3 separate regions of the Zea mays genome follow, and regions 1 and 2 are each linked to region 3. Evidence: chromatin contacts called from public Hi-C data. All regions are on one chromosome and are shown on one strand. The core of a region is the stretch at or near the end of the contact, and the rest is flanking DNA. Distances in the headings are between cores, read along the strand shown.

Region 1 (3,740 bases), core at 802-3,301, 140 kb before region 3:
GTTGTCAGAGTTTCGATCTAGTCTCATATTTGTACAAAATAGAGTTGTGACTGCAGGGATGTTAGTGTATTATGTGCGTTACATGGGCCTTGGCCCATATACTTTGCCATATATTAATATATCTCCTGCCTAATTAGGGTTAGGGTTTCACTCTCGAACGGTGCATATTTGATTTTGTGTTTTAGAGCTCATCAGACAGAATGCCAATGCTACCCCAACGTTTGATATATAATCAAATGAACACTGCAGAACAAAATGGACCGCATGTTTAACTTCATGAGTAAAAAAAGGTCTGGAGCAATGTTTTAAACCACCTAGCTTCAGTATTAACTCCTATCAAAGATAGACATGTTCCAAACAATAGAGTTGGTGGTCTCACAGACAGAGCTATCACACACTTCTGTAACACAGTTACAGAACTGAATGGCGTCGTTTCATTCAAGAGAAAGAAACACAGGAAACGGTAGTTTCAAGAAAGAGGCATATGCAAGCACAAGAAGAAATTTAAATTCCGAAACTGTAGCAAGAAAGCAGCTTCCCTCATCACGATCAATTATTGCAGAAGAACATAATCGTTTCTTTTTCTTAGAGGGCAAACAAGATCGAGATGTAATTTCCTCTGGTCAGTCACAGCTACATACCGTGCAGTTAGCCATCCCCGGGATGGGTCGACGAACTGATCTCCCTTCCTACCTACCTCCTAAAGCCCTGTGTGCTCCAGATAGCAATGTGCTCTCTGGCTTCGTAAAGGACACACTTTATACAAGCGCCTACTGCAGCAGACACAAAGTCAAGTCAGCTGCTCCAAGGGTGTTATTTGGATCCTATAGCAAGCACAGGGGCGAAGCTACTTTGTTTGTAGAAACGTCCCTATCTTCTTCTATAGAAAAATGGTTCCCACTGGATGGATCCTAGCAAGCAGTGGCGAATCTGGCACATGACGTTTAGTCTCCTGAGCTAAACGGCAAGCGCGGAGTCGTTTTCAGTGAAATGGTGGTGCCGGATTCTCTGAGCAAACATTTTTCTTGGATTGGAGGTGGGATGGAATTTATTCTTGTGTGGTGCCAGATTTTCAGAAATTTACTGCTGAAACAAAGAGACCCCAAGTCTAAGTATTCATTCTCCTAACAATTGCTATAAAGAGCTAGTCGAATCACAAGATGTGCATGCATTTTTAAATCTAATGATCGAGTATATATAAAAGGAAGCTTATATTAATTTTTGTAAATGAAACAACAATCGAAGATCATAGCATCTAGTAGCTAGATCCCGAGTACACATCATTCAAGTCAAGATGCAAGCAAAAGCCAAAAGGAACAGGGAATTAAAAGAGCAGCTAAATTAAGCTAGCTAGCTACTAGCATGTGATTCCTGCGCACATATCACGAGGCACGCAAGCTTCGAAATCGCTGCCATCGCCGGGCACCAGCGTGCAGACGTTGTTATCAGGATCACAGCAGCGTCCTACAGGACCATGAAAAGGGAAAAGACCGCATCCGGTGCAGCAACTGCCAATAATCATGGGTGGCAAGCAGTCGTCCTCCTCCTGCTGCAGAAGCTTTCTGATCACCGCCGTGGGCGTGGGCGGAGCCAGATGGACGGCGGCCGCCGATGACAGGATCGTCACGACCATAACCACAGCCGCCACAGCCTTATTACCTACAGCCATCGTATCTCTCTATATATCTCGTTTCTTTGCCTGCTTTTGCTGGCTAGCTGGTTCCTCTCCATGCACTGCTCTAATAAGCTACTTTATATATAACCACCCCTGATCTATGCATGTACGATCAACTTGTCCAGCGACCAAGGGAATCTGATTAACATCTCGTAATAATACAATACAATATTAATACAATACAATACAATATAATACAGTAGTATGAGTACGTATTATGGTGATGATCTGAACATGCATGCATGTTCTGTTAGCCTGCTGTCTGTCTACTACAGACGCTGACTTATACATGGCCCTTTCGTGTGGTTCAAGAGGCAAACAATGCACGCACCCACATGATGAAACAAAAAAACAACACAACAAAGGCATGATTATTGACGCAATAAATTATATAGCTTAAGAAAACAGGCAATAAATGATTATTACTAGGCAACGAAATAAATTTTGACAATGATGACAATACATAAGAGTTCCTTGCTTGCTTGTTCGGATGCTAGTTTTTTTGTAGGAGGCACTATTCCCTTTTTGTATAGTCGAGGGAGTACGTAACTGGGTCACTGCATTAGGCTAGAGCAGGCCATTTGAGTAAGAAATTCGGCCTTTTGTATGACTCAGCCCACTAGCCCAGCCCCGGCAAAGCCTCACATCCATCCGGAGGGCGCAGCCCGTCGCTCCTTCTCGCCGGTCGCCGCCGCCCCCCTCTCATCGTCCAAGGCTGCCTCCATGCACGCCGCCGCCGCCATGCCCTCCCGCTGCTGGTCCAGACTCCAAAGCCCTCACTCCTCCCGAGCGAACACCCAACTCACCCCTCGATTGCTGTCTGTCCTGTTTCTGTTTGGAATGCCGCTTCTTTGGCTGCTTCCATTCCATGGCGGAAAAATCGCAGCCTTTCTGGATTTGCATCGGTTATCTCTTTGCCTGTGCGGGTGGAGCTAAGCTGCCCACGTCCTGCACGCTGTCCCCGTCTCCCCGACGGATACGCCCAGCCCAGTCGACGACAGGGGAGCAACACAACAGTGATGTAGATGGATTCAGATTCAGTGATGCAGGAAGCTTCTCCTGAATTACTAGACATGTAGACATGATGACAATTCGAGTAATCAACTTGAGTGTCGGTAATAGTCGCTGGCTCCAAGGTTGTCGACTTGTCGTGGTCAGTTTCACCGAATAGATCTGCCCAATCTAGACTTGCTAGGATTCAAATAGGAGTTTAGTTTGCTAGTATTTCTCTACTGATTAATCAATTGAGTTTTATTTGATAATTCCTTTCTTATTTCCACACAATGGTGCCAAAACTAAACAACGAAAATCTTGCTTTCTAGGTGAATGGTACAAAGGCACATCCCTATCGTCTTGGCATACCCTTGGAGCAGCTGACTTGACTTTGTGTGTCTGCTGCACTAGGTGCTTGTATAAAGTGTGTCCTTTACGAAGCCAGAGGGCACATGTCATCTGCCTTATCTGGAGCACACTTAGGCTTTAGGGGGAGGGAGGAAGGGATATCAGTTCGTCGATCCATCCAGGGGATGGCTAACTACACGGTATGAAGCTTCGACTGACCAAAGGGAATTACATCTCTTGTTTGCCCTCTATGAAATTAAAAATAAAAAAAAACGATTATGTTCTCCTGCAATAATTGATGCTTTCTTGCCATGGTTGCTCTTGCTAGAGTTTCAGAATTTAAATCTCTTCTTGTGCTTGCTTATGCCCCACTGCCCCATCATTTTGGTTTATAGGAGCTTGTGTAGTTGTGTATTACCTTACCGCACATCCACCCATTGCAGGCCTATTGCATCGCTTTGAAGGCTAAGGATCATCATGATCTCAGGGATATGCATAGCTTATCAGCTTGTGCAAAGTACCTTTGGAGCACTTCTAGGGCAACAGTGATCCGCAATGAGGTACTTGTCGTATTGTCTGCCATCAGCCTGTTGTTCATGACCACCTTTGGGCCCTTGCGCCGCCGGAGCAGAAACTCGTTTGTACAGAATGGTTTCATGGTTGCATACACTTTGTCCTCGTCCCTGATATCATACACACTTGGTTCAATGTACTCATCTGCAGT
Region 2 (3,574 bases), core at 670-3,169, 240 kb before region 3:
AGGTGTGGGATACCTCGCAAGTAAAACAGACCTAGTTTAATTAGGATCCACTGAATGTAATACTTGTACCATGCAATCCTACTAGCTAGGATTTCTGCATTTTAGCAGACTAGAATGCTTTTCTGGACTATATAAAGAACGACATGACTTTCTAGATCAGCAAAAGGACATGGCTTTCTAGATCAATGACCGATACATAACACATATATCTCATAATTCAACATAGGGCAACTCACCTAACTGGACGTAGTGTGCTACGCTATTCAACGGCCTGAATCCACACAAATCTTCTTGAACCAATGGGATTCTGCTTGGCTTGCAATCGGCTGTTCCATCTCCATAAGACATAAGGCAACCAATCATGCAAAGCACCAGACATGACAGTAAGGCTCTATTGGCAGAATGGCCTGCTGGGTTGTAACATCTCAAAATGCTACTTTGAGAATTAGGAAAGAAAAGTATTAATCATAAAATCTAAAACAAATATGTTTGCTAATAAAGATTGATAAAAGGATCTCTATATGAATTCATTCTTCCTTTTTTTCTAAATTACATAGTGATAATTATTCTTTAAAGTATTTTATACACTATAACCCATTTTTCTTAAATGACCGTGTGTGTAAAAAAACATATGAAATATAGGATAATAAATAAATATATATATACAAAATAATATTGCATTCATGCTGGAGTTTTGTATGTGCACTTAGTTGAATTTGGAATCCAAAACCAAGATTTAATTTGAATTCAAGATGGAAATACAAAAAAAAAAAGAAGAGAAATGGAGAATAGAAAAGAAAAAGGTATCTTACCATTCGTCCTGGGCCCAAAGCTGACCCGTCGGCCCATGTAACCTTCAGCCGCGCAGCCCACCTGTGTGCCTCGTGCTCACGCTCATGTACCATGGATGAAGCGCACGCCGAGAACCACACTGTGAGCCACCATTACCGAGTCGCAAAATGTCAGCAACGTCCAGGGATCCGAAAGCCAGTCATACTACCAGCGGCAACGATGGAGATCAAGCCAACTTGTCTCAACGGAAAAGCAGCCAGAAAAGCGATCGCGTCAGCTGAAGCAAAGCAACTGGCGAGCAAGTGGGCCGATTGGGTCGTGTATTTAGAGCCTGGTGGGCCGACCGTAGAGCCTGGTGGGCCGACCGTGTGACGATATAAACATGTGCCGTGGTTTTGTAAAGGGACATCGAATAATTAATGAACGGAATATCAACTGGTTGCCGTCACGAGACCTTCTTCTTCCCCACGTCTCCAATCTCTACTGCTTCCCCTCTTCCCTGCTCTATAGGCTTCTAGAGGGTGCTAACACAAAAAGGATGGAGCTCGCCGCCGTAGCAGAACCTGCGTCCATCACCTCCTCGTCCTCGATGCCATGCCCGAGGGCTTTGCTTGATGCCTCGAGGAGACTCCTTGGCCTCACCGTGTGAGGGCCGCGTCCACTGATCACCAGGCTTCGTGCCGCAGGGATGGTGTGGGTGCGCCGCAGTCCGCGCTCGTCGTGGGTGAAGAAGACACCAATCACCGGTACGTTCCACACTGTCGCGTTTGCCTCGCTCGAATCTGTCCGTAGAACAGTGCACGGGTGGGGGAGCACCAGGGGAAGCGCGGGGAAGGGTGTTGCCAGTAATGGCGTTGCCGCTGTTCAGCGTTCGCCGCAGTGGTCGACTGGTGAAAGAAGAAGCCCTCTGCGCCGTCCATCTCGGGATTGAGGGTTGTAATTAGATCCATGGATGGGGCGCCCTCGACCGTCGGTTTTCGATGTGCGTCCTCGATTAAATGAGTCATACCCCTTCGCTCATTGAATACGGGCCATTAGATCCCAATCCAGCGGCCCATATGTGGCGCTGGTTCATTAAATACCAGATCCGATCTGGGCTCTCAAAATCAGATCGGACGACCATGGGTTCTTACCGGTTCGGATAAAGGGCAATCTAATCTAGACCGCAAGGAGTAGATCGGACGGCCTAGGATGCTTCATACCCTTGGCTAGTGCACTTTTGCTTAAGAACCCCTAGACTTTAGCAAAACAAACCCGCCATTCTTGGTTATGGCGGGGTCTTACACCTTGGTCCCTGGAATTCACAGATAAACCCCTGAAACTTATCTCAGTATGGAATTGATATTAAATAGCTCTAGCACTTCCTTAATCCATAACTTTTGCGATTTGACTCCAAATTAGTCCATTCAAGTCACGTTAGCTTCATAAAAATATTTTCTACGCAGTAGCAACATCATGTGTACCATATTCCATATGTTTATAATTAGACAAGTGTTCAATCTATATTCAGTAGATTAACTCCACTAATTTAGGTTAATCTCTCTATAATTATAATCTGATTAAAATGAAATCCCTAATCAAGTTATAACCTGGATTAAAAGTTGAGTTAGCTATATCTTTTCCCACATGACTTATATTAACAAAATATAGTTTTATTTTTAATCACCTATGACTTTAGAAAATCATACCTTCCCAACCATAACTCAGAATCTAGTGATTCTCGAACCTGCGACCTCGTAGTAACACGTATAACATTATTATAAAGCTTGTTCTTTTGTTTGGTGTAATGTTAATTTTGCCTATACCATGTTTGTTTGTATTGCTACGAATAGCGGCGAGGTTACGAGTCACTTGAATAGCAAGTTGGTACCTGGGAATCTCGAGTCTAAAGCAAGTTGTGCTCTTGACCACTTTCATTTACTCAATAATGTTCTCTATAATCATTTTGGCATGCATAGGTTTAATTTCGATGGGACCCTAGTTTGGTCATCTTTACACCTTGTTTACCCCTGAATTTTTTTGGTAGTCTTTGTTATTGCTACATATGGTTTTGGGTGTTGAGATAACTACTACACATGATCATTCCTTATTATTGTTCTATTTTTGTTCATGATAAGACTATTATGTTAATTGGAACATGGAGCTTAACTTGATAAACACGTGCCACCACAAGGGTGGTATGGAACGCCCTTGGCTGACTAATTAGGAAAGCTAGTGGAGAACTACCTTACCCGAAAGGGCAAGAGCAGTAGGGGAGTGGGCGTGTAAGGAGGTTCTCGTGTTGATTTTGCTGCGATAGCGATCAAACGGGAGATTCCTGCATTGCTCTTCCTAGAAATTGTAACGAGTTTTCTGAAGCTAGTGTAACTTTGTAAAGGCCTCGTAGTGTTACCCTGCCTCGCTTCCTTGGTAGAGGTGTATGAGATCCGTACAACCCCGTGGCAGATGAGTAATATGACTTGTGGGTAAAGGGTACAACCTCTACAGAGTGTAAAACTGGTATACGCCATGCTCGCGGTCATGAGCAGCTCAGGACTTTCGCATTATTAATTTATGGAATTAAATTCAATTTGTCATTTGCATCACATTATGGTTTATTATTAATTTTGATTTATTATTACTCTGGTTTGGTATCTACTTACATTTAGTAACTGCTAGTAAAATCTGACCAACTTATTAAAAGCAATGCTCAGCTTTAACCCTTATTTGTTGATCAACCTTACACTTCACATGAATTCCCACCTTTCGTGAGTTCATGCACGTTATTCCTCACAACTTGTTG
Region 3 (4,019 bases), core at 994-3,493:
TGTGAGACCTCTAAGAAAATGAAATTTTATTAAGCAAAAGCTAAATTTGAAAAAGAAAATGCTATAGAAAATATAACAGGTAAGGGAAATCAATATTTCTCAAAGGAATGTGGATCAATACTCATGTGGAACGCATGCAAGACACGAAGAGAAAATACATCAGACTCCAGACATATCAAGCGACAACAAGAAATTCTCTCATTAAAACTTAAAAATTATCAGATCTATATATGGGAGGTGAAATACTGAATGTTAAAGACAAAATAGTGAATTTGCTGAGCTTATTCTCCACATGCTAACCTGCATTTGTGTTCTGTTAAAACTAACATGCTATGCAGCACTAGCTATCTAAAGACATAATTTAAACCAGGAAGTTAAAATAAAAACGAAAAACTCTAGGGGTAAGCCTGATGAAGGATTCTGCTACACACTTTGAATCTTTGTCAAGGTAACAACTCCTGCTTCTTACCTAAAACAGCAATAGAAAGGGCGGAAAACATGAATGAATCTTACATGAGAATCTTCATCGATTTCATGGCGAACACGATATGGAGCTGGTTCATCTTCATCGCTATCACCAAACACATCACGAACTACTTCATGATCTCTTTCTTCCTCCAACGGAGAGCTGCATAATAATAAGATTATAACTGTTACAGACAACTACAGGATTAGAAAAAAGTCAAAATAGGCGAAGAGTGTGTATGATAAAGTAATTGCCAAAAGAACTGTGACTGTGTACCATTGAATTGAGTACTCAAAATTGTAAAGCCTAAAAAGAATACTGGTGGATAGTTTGATATGTAGCATTATGTTTTTCCCGACTAACCTTTGTTTCCTTGTTTGGCGAGGTTCCTCGTCTTCTTGAGCTCCAGCAGCATAGTAACTATCTTCAGATCCCTCCGATTCGGAGGCAATAACTCCCCTTCTTCTGCCAGATACTGTCCTCTGCTGGTAGCCTTCATCTTCACTGTCCATTCCTCTTGCATCAGGTTCCATCCTCTGGTCATCGAGTTCTCTTTCTGGGGAGCTCTGGACTTTGTCCCCATCACTTTCTCCTTGATCAAGATCGGCACCATGAGCTTCACCTTCACTTTCCTCTTCGATTACAACTTGCCCTTCACTTTCGCCTTCCCCTTCCCCTCCATTCTCTGCCTCACCATCCACTTCCTCCTAGATAAATATGTATTAAATAGGTTAGTGTTACCTCAGGAAGCTTTCATTTAAGTACATCATTTGAAGGTTGGAGCAGTATGTAAGGATGAACAGCATGAGCATTAACCTTGAACTCCTTAGTGACACTAACAGAGCAAAGTGCCCCAAATTCTCGCCAAGATAAGTCCAGTGTCGTTAGGACAAATTGGTATCACTCGAAATTCCCCCGAATTGCAAATAGATTTACAGTTTAGTTATTCTCAGGTTGGTGCGCGGAGTGTAGAAACCAACTAAACTACAGTTTTCCTAAACCCAACCGAGTGGCAGTGAAACTCGTGTAGCAAAACATAACATAGAAAACATGTGCTATACTCTTGTAAAAGCGACGAAGCACATGCCTAGAAACTCGATTTTTTCCCCTTCTCCTAGTGTTTGGATTTCGTAGTATAGAGGACTGGACTTGGGGTCAACATAATAATGAGGCAAACAAATTCATGGACTCATCAACCTCTCACTGCATACATGACTAAAAAAAAAATCAATCGCCACTCCAAATGTCAGTAGAATTCCAACAAATCCGCACCAGCTTGTACACCTCCCCCACCACCAAAAAACACTGCATCCCCAGCCCCAAGGCTCCCGGAAGAATCCGAAAACCTAAGCCCTAGCACAGCCACTTGCAGATCCGAAGAGAACAGCAAAGTAGCCGAGCCGAGCCGAATCGGGATCGCGGGGCGAAGGAAAACGGGCAGGCTTACGGAGTGGTATCCGCTTGCGCGGGCGGGCGCGTGGCTGCGGGCGTCCTCCTCCTCATCGTCGTAGGCATCGTCGTCCAGCTCCTGGTGGCGCTGCGGGGGCGACTGCGGGGGCGACTGCGGCTGGTGGCCGTCGTCCTCATCGACCATCTCGGCGACGTCGTCGTCGTCCGCATCGTCCTCGTCCTCCGACTGGTCCCCGAAAAGGTTCTGCATCATCTGATTCCTCGTCTCCTCGTCCGCGTCTCGCTCCCGGTCGCCGCCCGCCATCGCCGCCGCTCGTCCACCTCGCCGGCGTGTCGTGGCGTTGTGGTACTGGTGCGAGGCAGAGGTGTTGGGCCTCACCTTTTTCCGAAAGATCGAGAGTTGTTATTACTTGGCTCTGGCTTTGGGCTTTGGAGGTGGTGGTAAACTGGTAATTAATGATCCTGTTTATTTCAGTTTTTTTTTCAGCTTGTCGCCTCTATAACCTGCCGGAGACTATCAAACATCTGGTCAGCCTGCTTTATAATAAACACTTTAATTAAAACCGTCGAAAATCAAAGTGAATACAAAATCGGTCGAGTCTTTTCGATATGTTATTTTCTACATCCTAAATCTTATAGCGGTTGTTTAGTTGTCAGGATGAGCACAGCTCGGTTGAATTCTATATGCAGGTTGTGTGTAGCCTGTACAGGCTGATGCAACCAACAATTGCAATATGTGTTTGCTTGTTTGGTCCAATTAGCTAGGATCAACATGGCACATGTTTGGTTTACCGTATTATAAGTTGCAGAGACATAGCTCATGTTTGGCTGCCTAAATACCAAACCGTAACACAAAATCAAAGAGGAGAACACAAAGGCCAAACATGAGCCTAGCTATCAATTACGCAAAAATGTCAAAGTCAAAATTTCATAATAAAAATTACTCAAAACCGAGGGCATTGATAGCAAGGACGACTACCGCACAAAAATTCAACATGATAAAACTGACAATTACGCAATTATAATTACACAATTATAAAACTGATTCAGAATTACTGATAGTATTTACTGGGCATAAAAAATACATAAGCCACAATTTACACGTCTCACACCGAGCAGCATAAAACTATCTAGAAATTCTACACAATTTCTACACCAACTAAAACAGTATTCAAATTGTACACAATTTACACAGCTCAGTAAATACAAATTTGGACTAAAACAAGCTTGACAAACTGGTATCTAAGCTTGACAGATTAGCCTCAAAACAGTATACTCAACACTGTATTGTCAGAACTGTATTAAACTTTGGGACCGCACTGTTCTAAGAATTTGAACTATATTGTCAAAAAAGCAAGCTTTACACTGTCTATAGATTAGCCTAACTGTGTAAAGCTTGCTTTTTTACACAGTGTAGCATAAAAGGCTAAAGCTTAATACAGTGTAAAAACAATGTACTCCAAAGTCTAAAGTCTAAAGCTTGATAGTATAACTTAAATTACTCTAAAAGAACAAAAAGATCAACCTATTAAGAACACAGAAAAAATTACTCTAAAGTCTAAAGTTTGATAGTATAACACAAAGTATTGCAACTACAAGAACAAAAAGATCGCAGTTTAATGACCAGTTCAAAAATTTGGATAACAAATAAATATTTCAGTTTGGGACACTGCCTGACATATGACAATAACATAAGATCAACCTATTAAGCATACAGGGCTTGAAAACTGTATATCATATGTCAATAACATTTTGCATTATTGTTAAGCACTATAAACAGTGTACTCCAGCAAACAGGTCTACAAATAGACCAATAAACAAGCCAACAGAGAAATGCATATAACTCAAGAATCATCATTGTTCTATCCAAGTGTAGCATATCTCTTCTCAAACAGGGAAATGCATAGAACTCAAGTTAATCTATCTTTGGAAAACATAATTGTTCTATACAAGTGTAGCATATCTGTTCTCAAATAAGGAAATGCATAGAACTCAGGTTAATCTAACTCAGGAAAACATCATTGTTCTATACAAGTGTAGCATATCTGTTCTCAAATAAGGAAATCCATAGAACTCAAGTTAATCCATAGAACTCAGGGAACATCATTATTCTATGAAAAGTGTATAATATATGTTCTTAAAC

What was found. Hi-C and Micro-C count contacts between places; a contact is called where the count stands out from the background.
Region 1: a Hi-C map of leaf shows a contact between it and region 3, with 2.5 times the contacts expected there. The contact joins the promoter of LOC103648290 here to the promoter of LOC100279518 in region 3. A contact is called at or near these places in 3 of 25 Hi-C or Micro-C datasets (leaf and tassel).
Region 2: a Hi-C map of ear shows a contact between it and region 3, with 1.8 times the contacts expected there. The contact joins the enhancer-like site here to the promoter of LOC100279518 in region 3. A contact is called at or near these places in 2 of 25 Hi-C or Micro-C datasets (ear and endosperm).

The regions. Positions count from the first base shown.
Region 1 is chr2:242,190,048-242,193,787 of Zm-B73-REFERENCE-NAM-5.0, forward strand. It overlaps LOC103648290, which reads left to right and starts at 2,052. Exons shown (of 5, transcript XM_035965603.1): 1 at 2,052-3,216; 2 at 3,460-3,740. The coding sequence starts at 3,121. It overlaps LOC103648291, which reads right to left and starts at 863. Exons shown (of 9, transcript XM_035965601.1): 1 at 642-863.
Region 2 is chr2:242,086,367-242,089,940 of Zm-B73-REFERENCE-NAM-5.0, forward strand. It overlaps LOC103648292. Among protein-coding and RNA genes, the nearest start is that of LOC111590899, 3.1 kb to the left of the region's middle. Within about 2 kb of position 1,920, at least 16 of the 20 cell types and tissues checked have an H3K27ac peak or open chromatin away from gene starts, as enhancers often do. A contact at or near this core is called in ear, where this site is marked.
Region 3 is chr2:242,328,020-242,332,038 of Zm-B73-REFERENCE-NAM-5.0, forward strand. It overlaps LOC100279518 (Protein LEO1-like protein), which reads right to left and starts at 2,244. Exons shown (of 11, transcript NM_001152517.2): 1 at 1,914-2,244; 2 at 830-1,173; 3 at 514-628; 4 at 1-10. The coding sequence starts at 2,180.